Linked DNA regions of Mus musculus: region 2 is linked to region 1. The links are chromatin contacts, called in public Hi-C maps. All regions are on one chromosome and are shown on one strand. Each heading gives the region's core, a stretch centred on a gene start, on an enhancer-like site or on the middle of the called end of the contact. The rest is flanking DNA. Distances are from core to core; before and after follow the strand shown. Region 1 overlaps Dgki (diacylglycerol kinase, iota). Region 2 overlaps Creb3l2 (cAMP responsive element binding protein 3-like 2).

Evidence for each region. Hi-C and Micro-C count contacts between places; a contact is called where the count stands out from the background.
Region 2: a contact with region 1 is called in a Hi-C map of cortical glia, with 3 times the contacts expected there. The contact joins two enhancer-like sites. A contact is called at or near these places in 10 of 484 Hi-C or Micro-C datasets (the N1E-115 cell line, cerebellar granule neurons, cortical glia and 6 more), 1 of 115 datasets of contacts at active chromatin or transcription factors (fibro-adipogenic progenitors) and 2 of 9 other capture datasets (embryonic stem cells and liver).

What each region holds. Positions count from the first base shown.
Region 1 is chr6:37,195,372-37,198,663 of GRCm38.p6, reverse strand. All of the region lies in intron 1 of Dgki (diacylglycerol kinase, iota), which reads left to right. Among named protein-coding and RNA genes, the nearest start is that of Dgki, 100 kb to the left of the region's middle. Within about 2 kb of position 1,638, at least 18 of the 459 cell types and tissues checked have an H3K27ac peak or open chromatin away from gene starts, as enhancers often do. A contact at or near this core is called in cortical glia, where this site is marked.
Region 2 is chr6:37,339,108-37,342,399 of GRCm38.p6, reverse strand. All of the region lies in intron 8 of Creb3l2 (cAMP responsive element binding protein 3-like 2), which reads left to right. Among named protein-coding and RNA genes, the nearest start is that of Dgki, 41 kb to the right of the region's middle. Within about 2 kb of position 1,554, at least 8 of the 459 cell types and tissues checked have an H3K27ac peak or open chromatin away from gene starts, as enhancers often do. A contact at or near this core is called in cortical glia, where this site is marked.

The sequences.
Region 1 (3,292 bases), core at 389-2,888:
CCATTGCAGATTACCAGCATGTACCACCATGCCCCAACCCTCTTACACTGGTTTTGAGGATTGATCTGTCCACAGATTTTGCTCTTCTAGGGCACCCTAGAATCAATCCCCTGCATGTACCGAGGGGTGACCCCCTTTTGGTAGTTCTTAAAATGATAATGTATTAACCCTTTTCATGGACGAGGAAACTGAGGCAGGGTTTCCCTGTCATTCTCTGTGTTAGAGAATTAGGATTTGGTCCAGAGCCACCTCAAAAGTCTGCCCACCTGTAGCCCTTCTGTAGTACCAGGTAGAGGGATCAGCTTTAACGGCCTCATGACGCACAGAGATAATTTGTGTTTGAGAAAAGTTTACATCTTCGGCCATAGTCTGAGCATGAAGTCACTGACAAGACATAGGTGCTTTCTAGAGCTTTCCCTGATTTGGTATTTGCATGGCTTTTGAACACACATAGAGCAGCTAGGCTCTGTTGGGTCTGGTGGAAGGATGGGGGTGGCCTGAGAAATTTCTAGTTTACATTTCAGGCACGAGGCACCGAGACCGTCTCCCGTTCTGTAGTTTTGAGAAAAAAAATAGAATAACAGTGCTGAACTCCTGGAGACATCTTAACGATTTAATGGGCGACCCGATATACCTGGCGTAGCTGAAATTCTTGCTTGGGGACCAGAGTCTGGAACCACAGGCAGCCAGACTGCCCACCCCTAGAGAGTTTCCTGTGAGTCCGACCTCAATCAGCTTCCAGGAGAAAGAACTGAAGCATGACATCTGGAGTCCGCGCCAGGCAGTGCCGATCGGCTCTCACCTTTTTGACCAGAATCTTGGGAATGCAGTCTAATGTGAGAGACAGAGGAAGCTGCTCTTTCAATCAAAATTAATAAGCCAAGTGTTTTCAATCCCTGAGAATGGGGAGAGCTTTGGCCCAGCTGTGCTGATTTTTAGAGTGTGTGTGTGTGTGTGTGTGTGTGTCTGTGTGTGTGTCTGTGTGTGTCTGTGTGTGTGTGTGTCTGTGTGTGTGTGTCTGTGTGTGTGTGTGTCTGTGTGTGTGTCTGTGTGTGTGTGTGTGTGTGTGTGTGTGTCTGTGTGTGTGTGTCTGTGTGTGTGTGTGTGTGTGTCTGTGTGTGTGTGTCTGTGTGTGTGTGTCTGTGTGTGTGTGTGTCTGTGTCTGTGTGTGTGTGTCTGTGTGTGTGTGTGTGTGTGTGTGTCTGTGTGTGTGTGTATGTGTCTGTGTGTGTGTCTGTGTGTGTGTGTGTGTGTGTGTCTGTGTGTGTGTGTCTGTGTGTGTGTGTGTGTGTGTGGTGCCTGGATTTGCCTGCCATGAAAAGCGGCAATGGGCTTCCTCTTGATCTTTACTCTCAGGTGAGGGTGAGCAAGTAGTGATGTTCTTTGTGGTGGTAAGACAGCTTCCTTTCCCTCCACAACAATGGAAGTTATAGAGCAAAACTGCTGGGAACTACCAGGAACAATTCAACCTGGAGTTGTTCTCCGCAAGAGAGAGACCTCTGTTTCAACCTTCTCTCGACTGCCAGTTTCAGTCTACAAATGGCAAAAATAGAACGGACAGCAGATGGTCACTCTCGTATGCGCTGTTGACAAACAGGAGAGGTAGAAAAGAGGAACTCAGGAGGCATGTGAATAAAAATAGCTGCCTGGAGCCAGTCTGGGAGACAAGAGGCCCTGGGAGGACCCAGCATGCACACTGACAGCACTTTTGATACTGGGCAAAGTCTTTTGTAGCCATTCTCATTGGCCTTCCTGACCATGTTGTGTGTCAGACAGTGGGTTCTGTCTCTCACTGGGGTAAGAGCATGGACTGTATAAGCTGCTCCTGGGAAATAGAGGAGCCAGAGCTGGAGTTCCAGAGGTCCAGGGGTCACCTGCTGGTCCCCCAGGGCCATCCTTTTTTATTCATATGGAGTTTTCAAAGTAGGAGAAAGCTTAGAACTATTTTGTCTGCCTTTTCATTTAGGAATGAATGAGATGAGATCTAGAGGTTCCACGTTCACAGGGTCAAATAGATCCTTGGCCCCAGGTATAAGATGGGTTTTATACAATTAAAACAACAAGAGCAACAACAACAACAAGCCAAACACCGTTGGGGCACATGCCTTGGTAATCTGAAGTGCAGTTGTGAGCAGAAAGAGTTACTGGCGTCTCAGACAGTTTCATAGTGATGTAACAATGTTGTAGACAAAGTGATTTATAAGAGTAACACAGGTATTTTTCACAGTGCTAGGGCTCCAAGCTCCAGTTTCAAGGTGCTAGTGTCTGCTGAGGGTTTGCCTTTTGTAAATGATCTATGTGAGAGGGAAGGAGAGGACTAGGCCTTGCTGAGCTCCCCTTTACAGTAACCCCACTGCCCTGATACCAGATCAGTCACCTGTGAGGCTGCCGTCCGTCCTTGTCCCCTGATTTCTGATTAGAGGCCCCACCTCTCAACACTGTTGCTTGCAACAGGAATTAAGTTTCCAACCTGTGGGCTTTGAGGACATGAACTAGTTGCAGTGCCCTTTCTATTGTAGGGATGTATCTGTGCTGGGGCATGGGGCTGAGGCCGGGCACAAGCTGCTGTAGTTCCTTGCGCCTCTGCTGGTGCTCTGCAAATTGCATTGTGTGTGAAGTGGCTCTGTGTGGTTTTCCCAGTTCATTTAAAATAGATTTGGATGGAAAATATGTCTGAGTGAGGCAGTCAGCTTTCCATTAGGTAGACGAGAGTGTCCATATGTCTACTAATTGCCGTCATTTGGAACAGATCAATCAGACCTGAGGGGTGAGGTGTCTCTGTGGGCTTTTAAAAATAGTTATGGGTAAGAATAATTATTATAAAACCAGACCTGCATGTACTGGTTTGATACCTGATGGGTATTTTCAAAATTACAACAATGAAAAAAGAGATATAATGAAGTCTGACAAACTTCAGGGAGCATATAGCGAATTTAATTTGAAAATGAAAGGACTATTTTTATATTACCCCAAGAGTTGTCCATACAAGACAGAGATGGCTAGTTTGAAGAGCCACAGTAGTACAAGAGGAAATTTACTCTGGCACTCAGAATTTGAAGAGACAATGTAAAATTCATGTTGGTAATTAATGCCCAAAGCTTAACTAAAAATAAATAAATAAATAAATAATAAAAATCCCCACTATATCACTATAAATAAATGCATTTTAATATGGAATTTTATTTTGAAATAAAAAATATAATGTCACTGTGCTATTGCCAAGTAGTAGATAAAGTGAATAATTAATGGTCAATAAAAATAGATCACTCCTTTTTGGTGTGTGTGTGTGCAT
Region 2 (3,292 bases), core at 305-2,804, 140 kb before region 1:
TGGGTGCTGCCCCTACAGGGACACTTTTCCCTTCCACTTACATTTTGGATGATTTTTCTTCTTTAGTTTCTCCTAAACCCAATCCCTCTGCCTCTGAGTCTGTCTCCTTCTTTCTATCCTATCTGTCCCAAACCCAGGAATCCTAAAAGTCTCGACTCATCTGTCCTGCTCAACCATTGGCTGTTGGCATCTTAATTTACCAATCCGAACCAACTGGGGACAGTGTCTCTCAATGTCTTACGTGTAGACACTCATGTAGGTAGTTTGGGGGGACCAAAATTAACACTGTAACACAAGCAGCATTAGGCGAAGCCCACTTTACCTACAGCAGGCATAATATATAAACATATTTATTTATGCTATAGCTAACTGGTATGTATATCTTATTCATTACTGTTAGTTGCTGATAGTTGTTCCCTGATTCTGTATTTTTGGTTTGATTTCATTGTATTAAAATGATACAGCAGTCACAACCCAATTGATCTCGTCTCACTAAGAGTCCATGACTTGGCACCTGGAAAGCATCTCTCTAGGTATTCATAAGGATGTAAAAAAAAAAAAAGATTTCATCATTTTCTGAAGGAGGCTGATTCACCTAGAGAGTTGCACACACACACAGAGACACACACACTCACGTGTGTGCATGTGTCTCATGACCCATTTAATTCATTTTCTAGTAAGGTGCACTATGAAATATAAGTGTGTATACCAGGCAGGGTATGGGGTGACTCTCCTGCCCCATAACTGGGATCTCTCAGTGTATTCTTTTTCCTGATTTCTGATTCCAATGGGAAATTAATTTCTTGACTATTCAAAGGCTTACCTACACTAGCTGTATATCTTTCTCACTTAATATCGCTCCCTTTCTATGTTGGAAATGAAGGGTATATAAGAAAACAAAATTAAGCCAAATATAAAGATAACACACTAAGCCACTAATGTATTTTCCAGTTCCTGCAAGATATTGTCTTATTCTCTTAAAGCTTTTGAATGCTCTTCCCAGGTTTTTGTTTGTTTGTTTTCTATGTGCTGTGTGGGATACAGGGTGATGTTTTATTTGGGCCCAGGCTGTAGCTCCCCTTGACTGCTCTTTTGCCAGGATATATATGAAGATAAGCCACTAAGTTTATTTTTACACTTCACCTTAGGACAAGAATATACATTTTCAATCAAGCTGGACACTCCAGTTTAACAAGTTTTGAAAAATCCTTTGGCCCAGATAAAAATGTATGTTAAGAATGTTTCTCCCTCTAAATTAAGACCTTGATCCCAGAAGCCCAAGAATTCATTAAGCCATAATTGGCCTTGCTCACAAGATTCAAAATACAATAGCAATGAGCAGGGCGTATGGAGTTTTGGAGACGCCACTGGGCTTTTTATAGATGTTTTTGTAGCTCTAGTTTTTGTTTCCTTGATAGCTTTCCTTACATCAAGTCCTGCAGGCTGGTTGCCTGATTCTTGCCACCCAAGTTTTCAGTCCTGCACTTGATGACAGCTGTCCACTGCCATCACAGAATGTCCTGCATCACCTCAAAATAATGTATCCATTCTGAGGCCTTCCCGAGAAAGAGGCTCTCTTCATCCGCCAGCCACTGAAGAAACAGTGGCGCCTTTCAGAGATGCATTTGCTCTAGCAAACCAGATTTCCCCAGGCAGAGTGATTCTTCCATGATCCTGTTAGCTGATGTGGTTTCAGAAGCTAGCTTTGCTTAGCTGCTGAAGCACACAACTTAAGGAACTTGGTTGGAGGCACAGAGTTGTCATGGTGAGGTCTAAACCTGGGCTCCTCCGTATTCACAGCCAGTCTTCTCATCCTGCCATTCACGCACCCACTAAGCATCACTAAAGCAATCCATCTACTTGGCATCTGAGAGAGGAACAGGTCTCATCTTTTCCATTTATCTAAATAAATCCTGGGTTTGACTTCCTGACACCTCGCGCTGTGCAGGGCTCATCTGAGCCTCTCTATCATTTGCATTGTTTTCAATACACCTATAGACGTTCCACAAGGGATTTATTTTCCTTCATTGTTTATGAGTGTTTTGAAGTTAGCATAAAAAGTAAATGGGTTCCATAGTGGCATTTCCATACACACCTCATTGTACTTGTTTCTTACTTGTTCTCTTCAACCAGTCTCTCTTCTGCTTTCCAGTCACCTGTATTCATTACACTCTCTCACCTCTCATGGTCCCCTTTTTACTTTCATCACACACATACATACACACAGGTATGTGTGTGTATATGTATATATATATATATATATATATATATATATATATATACATACATATATACATATACACACATACATACATGTATCACACAGACACACATATATATATACATACACTCATATACACATATGCACATATGTACACTAACACATATACATACCCATATGCAGATACACATACATACATACACACACACACACATATATATATATACACACATGTACACAGGTATACCCAGATACATACATATGCTGATATACACACAGATATATACATATATGCATATGTGCACATATTCACACAGGTACACACATATATACATATACACATAGGTACAAAATGCACATGCATAAATGTGTATATACATATCTACCCATATACATAGGTACACATATGCACACACACACACACACACATACACACACACACACACACACACACACATATATATATATATATACATACATATACACATGTATCTACACAGACACACATGTACATGTACCCATATGTGTGCACATAGGTACATACATGTTCATGTGTATACATGTACAAACAGGTACACATGTACATACAAGTACACATATACACAAATATACATCTGTACCAACATGTATCCACATACATATATGCACACATCATACATGTATATGCATGTACACACAAGTACACATGAGCATACGATCACATTCATGGATACACACATACAAACATGTATCCCTATGCATATATTTGTGTCATTATTATTAGACATTAGTGGCTACAGACCTCACTGCTATTAGACTGGTTGTTACCATGGCCCTTTATTTTCACCTGGGTCCTGGTACAGTTCTCCCTTCTGTGGTTATTTGTAATAGTGACGTTTTGTGTCTAATGACATGTGCACATGTCATTCCATGGGGCTGTTGTCAATATCACATTAATGTGACTGCAGCACATTTCCAGCAGGAAAAGCAGCAGCAATCTGCATGTCACCAAGCTGTTGCCTTCTGCCAGAATTCCAAACTGAAAGCATGCATTGGGAACTACAGTGTTTGCTCATCTTAAAGGGCTGTTTG